Linked DNA regions of Oryctolagus cuniculus: region 2 is linked to region 1. The links are chromatin contacts, called in public Micro-C maps. All regions are on one chromosome and are shown on one strand. The core of a region is the stretch at or near the end of the contact, and the rest is flanking DNA. Distances in the headings are between cores, read along the strand shown.

What was found. Hi-C and Micro-C count contacts between places; a contact is called where the count stands out from the background.
Region 2: a Micro-C map of ear pinna shows a contact between it and region 1, with 2.8 times the contacts expected there. The contact joins the promoter of IFNGR1 here to the enhancer-like site in region 1. A contact is called at or near these places in 2 of 6 Hi-C or Micro-C datasets (ear pinna and an unstated tissue).

Annotation. Positions count from the first base shown.
Region 1 is chr5:31,559,444-31,563,019 of mOryCun1.1, reverse strand. No RefSeq gene overlaps it. Among named protein-coding and RNA genes, the nearest start is that of IFNGR1, 120 kb to the left of the region's middle. Within about 2 kb of position 2,124, at least 1 of the 8 cell types and tissues checked has an H3K27ac peak or open chromatin away from gene starts, as enhancers often do. A contact at or near this core is called in ear pinna, where this site is marked.
Region 2 is chr5:31,680,497-31,684,037 of mOryCun1.1, reverse strand. IFNGR1 (interferon gamma receptor 1) reads right to left here and starts at 1,326. Exons shown (of 7, transcript XM_008263570.4): 1 at 1,095-1,326. The coding sequence starts at 1,179.

The DNA.
Region 1 (3,576 bases), core at 875-3,374:
CATAGTTGGGTTGGAACTCAAGGTAATTATTTCACAATTCATGGTTATACCTCTCCCTCTGTATTTCAGACCGCCTATTACTTAATCCTTAGTAAATCAAGAGTCAGCATGTTCTTATTTATTTTTAGGATTTGAGGAACACTACTATCAGAAAACTTCCTACATTTTGTTTGCGTTTGGTTTTCAACTTGAAGCTTCACTTCCACTTTGGGTCTAAGGTGGCACAGTATTTTCTAACACTGGTTGCCTTTCCTTCTGTGTTACACAGAGGCTGAACTTGCAGAACCCTCTGCTCAAGAAATACTGCTAACTGGTTGGTAGCTTAGTGTTCCAGTTAGCGTTGAGATCAGCTTTGAAAGTGCCTGCTTCATTCACTCTCCACCATAGACCAGACGTGACAGTGCCAATGAATGACTCATTATCGGGGGAATACTTAAGATGCGCCAGACATTTTATAAGCAAATATTGAATGATATTAACTCATACTTCAAGAACCTGGTTATTTAGGGTCACACAGTTGCAAAAGCAATTCAGTTGTCAACTCCAAGAAGTCTGAATATTGCATATCATGTTTTATGCTGAACTAGGTCTAAAGTCAAATGTAGGTATTGCTTATTCTAAACGTTTTCTCAGGGCAAAGTATAGTAGTAACTCAAGCCAAACTATAAAGTTTAAATGCAATAAGGATTAAGGCATTAGATATTTGGAATTTATAGTCACAGGAAAAAAAGTCACAAAAATTACATCTCTCAATCATTTTTACACATTTTAATTATGTTAAAAATAATTTTAATTGGGCTTTTTTCCTTTCAGGAGAAAGGACATATTTCTGGTTTAAGACTCTCCCTCTCTCTATTTCTCTCTCTCTCTCTCTCTCAGTATTGGCATCAATATATAAAAGGATGCTGTATGTAGGCTTCTTTGCCATAGATCCCAATGCCTCACTTATAACCCAGGCAGTGGCTTTTCCTATTATATCCTGCGGGCCAAGGAGGGGGTGTCTCTTTTCCTACTTCCAAACTGCAGAGGGTATTCAGAATCATCTAGTTTCCTGGCCTGATTTTACAGAAGGCAAAATGAAGACCCAGAGAGATAAAATAAACATCATCAAAGTAACTGGGGACGAGGAAAGACTGGGTGTAAAATCACACCACTAGAAATGATCTTCCTTCATAATTAATTTTGAAACTTCCATGTCTAATCTGGAACTAAATATATCCTGTAAAAGAAAATTCCTTGAATACCATGGATAATGCATTCTCATAACTAACAACCTTTTTAGTCAGAAGAGCTATTCTTGAATGTAATAACCTCTTTTCATGCAAATTAAGCTTATTTTCACTTGTTAGATGCTTAATAGAGATGGATGATAGTCACTTTACTAATTATAATTACACACATGTGGGAAAATATTTGTCAGTCTTAACTTATTTTCTTGGCACCCACCAAAGAATCCACTTAAAAATTTTGCTTCCTCTGTCTAGTTACTGCTTAAGAAATCTGGATGTCATAATTCACTCCTCTATATTTTTCATATTCTTCTCTAGTTACTAAGCTCTTTTTGGTTATTTCTTAAAGAGCCCTCAAATATCACTAATCAAAAAAAAAAAAAAAAAAGACAACTTGGGTGTCACTATTAATCTGTGCTCCAATCAATCCTCATTTGGATTGTCATGGCATTTTACCTGATTGATTAGTCAATAAGTATTGTGACAACAAATCACAGTTGTTTAACAAAACATTTACTTCTTGCTCACATTACAAGAGGCATGCAAGGCAATCCAGGGCGTGGCTGGGTTTGCCTGGGTTTGCCTGTGTTTGCCTTGGCTTGCCTGCTTTTGACCAAGCTCGGGCATATTTTCTCATTTTGGGACTGAGGCTGAAGGAGCAGCTTCTCTCTGGGGCTAAGGAGTCTCATGTCCACAGCAGTCGCTCAAGGTGGCCCCACTTGAAGCTTCTGCTTGAAGATGATCTGTGTTGGATCTACTGAGATGCTGTTGGCCAGAGTGAGTTCTGTGGCCTCCTCGAGTGGGCGGGGTTATGCAGAGCGGTGTTCCCATAGGTGAGCACAGTATGAGTGAAGGGACAAAGAAATGGTGAACTAATAGACAACCTACTGCATGTGGTCACCTGTCTAACGTTGTGCTCCTCTGCCATTTGGCTCCATGCTGCCTACCCCTCAGACACATCACAAGACACTCAGAATTCTTTAGAATGAATCCAATCTCAGCCATAGCTTCCAGGTTAGCGCTATTCCGGCTCTTTCATGTTTAATTCTGCCCTCATCTCTCTACCCCAGCCATCGGATGCCTATATTAGTTCCCAGAAGTCACCACGTTCTGTCCTTCAGGTCTCTGTTCACCTGGTTTCCTCACTCAGTGGCCCTCCCATCCAACCTTCTCCAAGAGCATCCTTCACCCCTGCCTCAAGTCTATGCCCTGCTGAATCCTAACTGACTGATCACACACTTATGTCTCTCACCACACTCAGAGCTCCCTGGGGCTGGGTACTGTGTCAACCTCCTTGTGCTCCAGTTTGTGACACAAGAATTAATTCAGCAGTTAATTTTTAAATTCATGAAGAAAATTTTTTTTCTGCATCAATTTAGTACAGGTAAACTTATAATATTTACTTGGAAAGCTTTTTAGCATGAGAAGATTGCATCTAGGGTTTTTGTATTTTATTCTTATGTTTAACTCTATCTATCTATCTATCTATCTATCTATCTATCTATGGTATAATTCTACTCAACCACTTATTAGTTTTGCCCTTTGGAAGAGTAAATAACAGCCTGGGACCAAAAGCTTAATGTATGCAATACAGAGCATGTACAGTAGAACTGGATACAAAGTAGGATCACATCCACAAGGCTCTCTAAAGCTAAGTAATAGGTGCTTAAAAATAGTTGGTTCCTTTTTCATTCTTATTTTCATTGTGAATTGACTTCTTATTTTTTATTTTCCCTTTACCATGTCCCAAAGAAAAGATGGTAGTTATTGCTTTTTCCCCTCTTTTTTGAGTAAATGAAACAGAAGTAGAAAATATTAGATTCAAGGAGTACAAATCAACTAAGGTCATCCAGTAGATGGTGGTCCCACCACCACAAAAACTATTCTTTTACTTTTCTTATCTTTGCACATTTTGCACTTCTTTCTTCTTTCTTTTTTTTTTGGCCTACTTGCATATCATTCTGTTCTCTTTCAGGAACACTACTACCAAAAGTGTGAAATAAAAGTGCATTGTTAATCTTTTCTTGAGAGGCAGAAAGTGCTATGGCTTTCTTTTCCAGGAAGAATTTTTCCTTATATTTTGTCGTGGAAATGAGATATGGTCTGAGGTGTCAGATAAACATTCCTTTTACTCATTTCTTCAATTGTTCACTTATCAGGAGTTTAATTAATAGGTGGAGTGAGAAAAGAATTGGTGAACTTTGTCAGATCAAGAATCTAGAGAAGGCAGGCACCGTGGCTCAATAAGCTAATCTTCTGCCTTGCAGCGCTGGCACACCGGGTTCTAGTCCCGGTCGGGGCGCAGGATTCTGTCCCGGTTGCCCCTTTTCCAGGCCAGCTCTCTGCT
Region 2 (3,541 bases), core at 77-2,576, 120 kb before region 1:
AGTCTTTCCTGATTCCCCGCCCCCATCCCCAACAGAACCAAGCACTCATTCTGCTTTCCAGTAGCCTTTGCCCAAGTTCAAGTTCTTATCTCAACGTCTTTGCAACGGCTCACGTGAACAACTAACCTGCCCTACGTGGCAGATAGCTGAGCAGTTAAAACGAACTTAGGATGCCAGAGTCACACCACCGAGCTTCCCACGGAACAGCAGTGACCCCTGCTAGCTGGGCACACCTCTCCGAGCCTCCAAGGCTCACGCATAAGCAGAGATATCCATAGCGCCGACCTTTCGGGGTCGCTGTGTTCAGCACTTAGAAGAGTGTGTAGCACTGACAGCGCTTGGCTGCTGTTACTGTGATTCTGGAAACCAGGAACTTGGTCATCACGATGCGCTTCTTCCCAGCACTCCACGACCCAAGGAAGGGCTGGGTGTGACCGGGGCACTTGGACCAGACGCTGAAGAAGAGGCCACAACACAGATGGTCAAGGCCTGGAGTCGGCCAGGATTAAGGAGGCCGGGCCTCCCGGGCAGCTGCTACTAACTGGACACTGAAGATGACACTCCAGCCTGAGACAGTGTGCACGTGCGAGACACAGCGCATTCACTGATTTCTCCCGAGCTCCGCGCCACGCTTACCTCCCAGCGTTGGAAAAGCCACCTGGGCTCCGCTTCCCGGGAGCCTAGGGGAGCCTGAGGGGCTCAGCGCCGCGCCTCCATAACGCACTAGGCGCGCACGCATTCCCGCACCCGCAGACTCCCGCAAGGCCACCGGTGACCGCCCCTGTGGGCCCGCGACACAACACACCTGTCTCCCGCCCTAGCATTCGGGTCCACCCCAGGGACAAAGCACTGAAGCTACGAGCTGCGCCCATGGGGTCAAGGGCGGAGGAGGAAATCACCGGTCACAAGCACCGACGGCACGGAAGCCCGCGTCGCGCCGCGCTGCGCTGGCAACCACCAAGGGGCGAGCGCCAGGTGGGCAAACCTCGGGACCCCGCGCAGCTTCCCGGCGGCCGCCGGCGCAGGGCGGGGCTTCCCGGTCGGGGCGGCTCCCACGCTCCCTCCCGTCTCCACCCGGCCGCGAGTGACAGTACCCGAGGACGGCTCCGGATCCGCGGTGCTCAGCCCAGCGCTGCTCCCGGCCGCCGTGAGGAGCAGCAGAAGGCCCAGGAGAGCCATTCTGCCAAGGACGGACCCCGGGACCCCCGGAGCGCCTGCGGGAGCCCGGCGGCAGGGCCCTTCGGCCTCGGACTCGCGTCACTTCCGCGGCCCAGTACCCAGCTGCGGTGGGAGGCGGGGCTGGGGCGGCTCGGCGGGGGCGTGGCCAGGGCGGGGCGTGCCCGCGGGGGTGGGGTCAGGACGGAGGGGCGGGGCGCGGGCGGGAAGACAGCGGAGGAGGGCTCCCACGAAGCAAAACGACGTGGGGTCGTCCCCTGGGCTCCGGGGTAGGTGAAGCGCTGGGGCGCAAAGGGAACGTTCTTTCGACTTGGGTCTGCCTTCCACAGTTCCTCTTCCTGTTTTTGCAGTGCCCTGGAGTCGCAGAACTTTGCCTAAAACACAATTGGGCCACAATCCTTGTTTGGCCCTATTAGATGTCCAAGAGGTCTCTGGACGCCCTGGAGCAGGAGATTTTAGGATAGGAATGGTCCTCAAATTCCGCCTCCAATCCCTGCATTTCCCCCGCCCCTGCCCCCCGGAAGCTAAGGCGTCACTAGTGAACCCGTTTGTATAAACTGGCATAACCCAGATCAACTTTATAGCTGCTTTATTCTTCTCAGCAGTTAACTGTCGAACAGAGGATCCTGAAGCAGCTCTCACTGAGCTCTTGCACTCTTGCCTCCGACCACATTTGCTATTCCGGGTCTCTCCCGCTGCATGCCAGCGGCCTTGGCTCCTTGCCCTTCCCAGTTCAATGGGTGCTGTACATGCCTATGACAAACTACCTCACCTACTTCAGTTCTCTGCTTCTCACAGTCTTGCACAAACTAGCTGCAGCCCACTCTCCCTCACCCTGCCATGCTGTTTTTTCATGGCACTTTCCACCTTCCCCAGTATCAAAATATGCATATTAGTGTCAATTTTCTCTCCCTTCTAGAAGGTTCACTACCTAGAGCTGAAATCATTGGTATTCAATTAGTACTTGATAAAAAATCCATGATTACATTAGCATTCAGGAAAATTCTAGAGAGCAGAATCTTATGAAGACACTATAAGCTAGCGAGGAATTATCAGCTACATCACACTGTCTCTTTTAAATATTTATTGATTTGAAAGGCAGAGTTACAGAGAGAGAGAGAGAGAGAGAGAGAGAGATGGAGAAATCCTCCATCTTCCATCTGTTGATTTCACTCCCCAAATGGCCACAACAGCTAGGTCTGGGCCAAGCCAAAGCCAGGAGTCAGGAGATTCTTCTGGGTCTCCCATGTGGGTTCAGGGACCCAAACATTTGGGTCATCTCCCATTGCCTTCCCAGGTGCATTAGCAGGGAGCTGGATAGGAAGTGGAGTAGCCGGGATTCAAACCAGATTCATATAGGATGCCGATGTCCCAGATAGTGTCTGCCATGAATATTTTCTCTGATGTTTTTCTGATATCCATTATGCAAAAGGCACCTTGTAGTCATTGCAAGAATAAATAACTGATCCCTGCTGTTTGGGAGGTTCTGGAATAATACAAGACCTGATTTTCCGTTTGTGGACCTCTTTATAGTACTCATCACGGGTTGGGATACCTGAGAAGCAGATTCAGAAGTAGAGATTAAGGTGCAAGGCATGTATTAGGGAATGCTGTTAGGATAAGACCCCGGATGAAAGGGAGATGGAGGGAGAGGAGCAGAGGGAGAAGGTGATCTGTGATGCCAGCTCAACCAAGGCTTCTGCAGGGGCTCTGCACCTGGGATGGCCTCATGGAGGTGTCCTAAGTCGGTGTGAGGGGCACTGGTGAGTCACTGAGTGCAAACTGCCCCTGGAATGAGAAGGAACTTGGGGTGATCCCTTTCCACAAAAGAAGGCTGACAGCAGAGGGTGTCTACTAGCAACACTGTCAGCAACAATGAGGGCATGGGACTACGTCTTCTGTTCCTAAAGCAGAATCTGCAAAGCTTTACCATTACAGGGTCTGCCACAGCACCTGTTCATCCAAGGTTCTGTGCTAGTTGTTTGGAGGTCAACGCTATTTGTTTATAAATTCACTAATTATTGAACATTGCAGCATGTGTCAGACATTGGTAGATACTGAGAGATACATCTGAGCGAGACAGACATGGTCCCTGCCCTCAGGGAGTTATGGTCTACTGTAGCAGATAGGCATTAAATAAGATACTGTATAAGTAAGTACTAAGATTGTGGTGACTGTTCCCAAAGAGAGCAGCACAAGGAAAGGAGCATAAATAGGGATGTAACTTAGTCTAGGTTTTAAGGCAGTTCTAAAGGAAATAACAGTTTTGTTGTGACCTGAAACATAGGGGAAATTAGCATGGATACATGTGAGAGATGTGAGTATATGGGTGTATCACATAATCCTAAGAGAGGTGGTAGGGAGA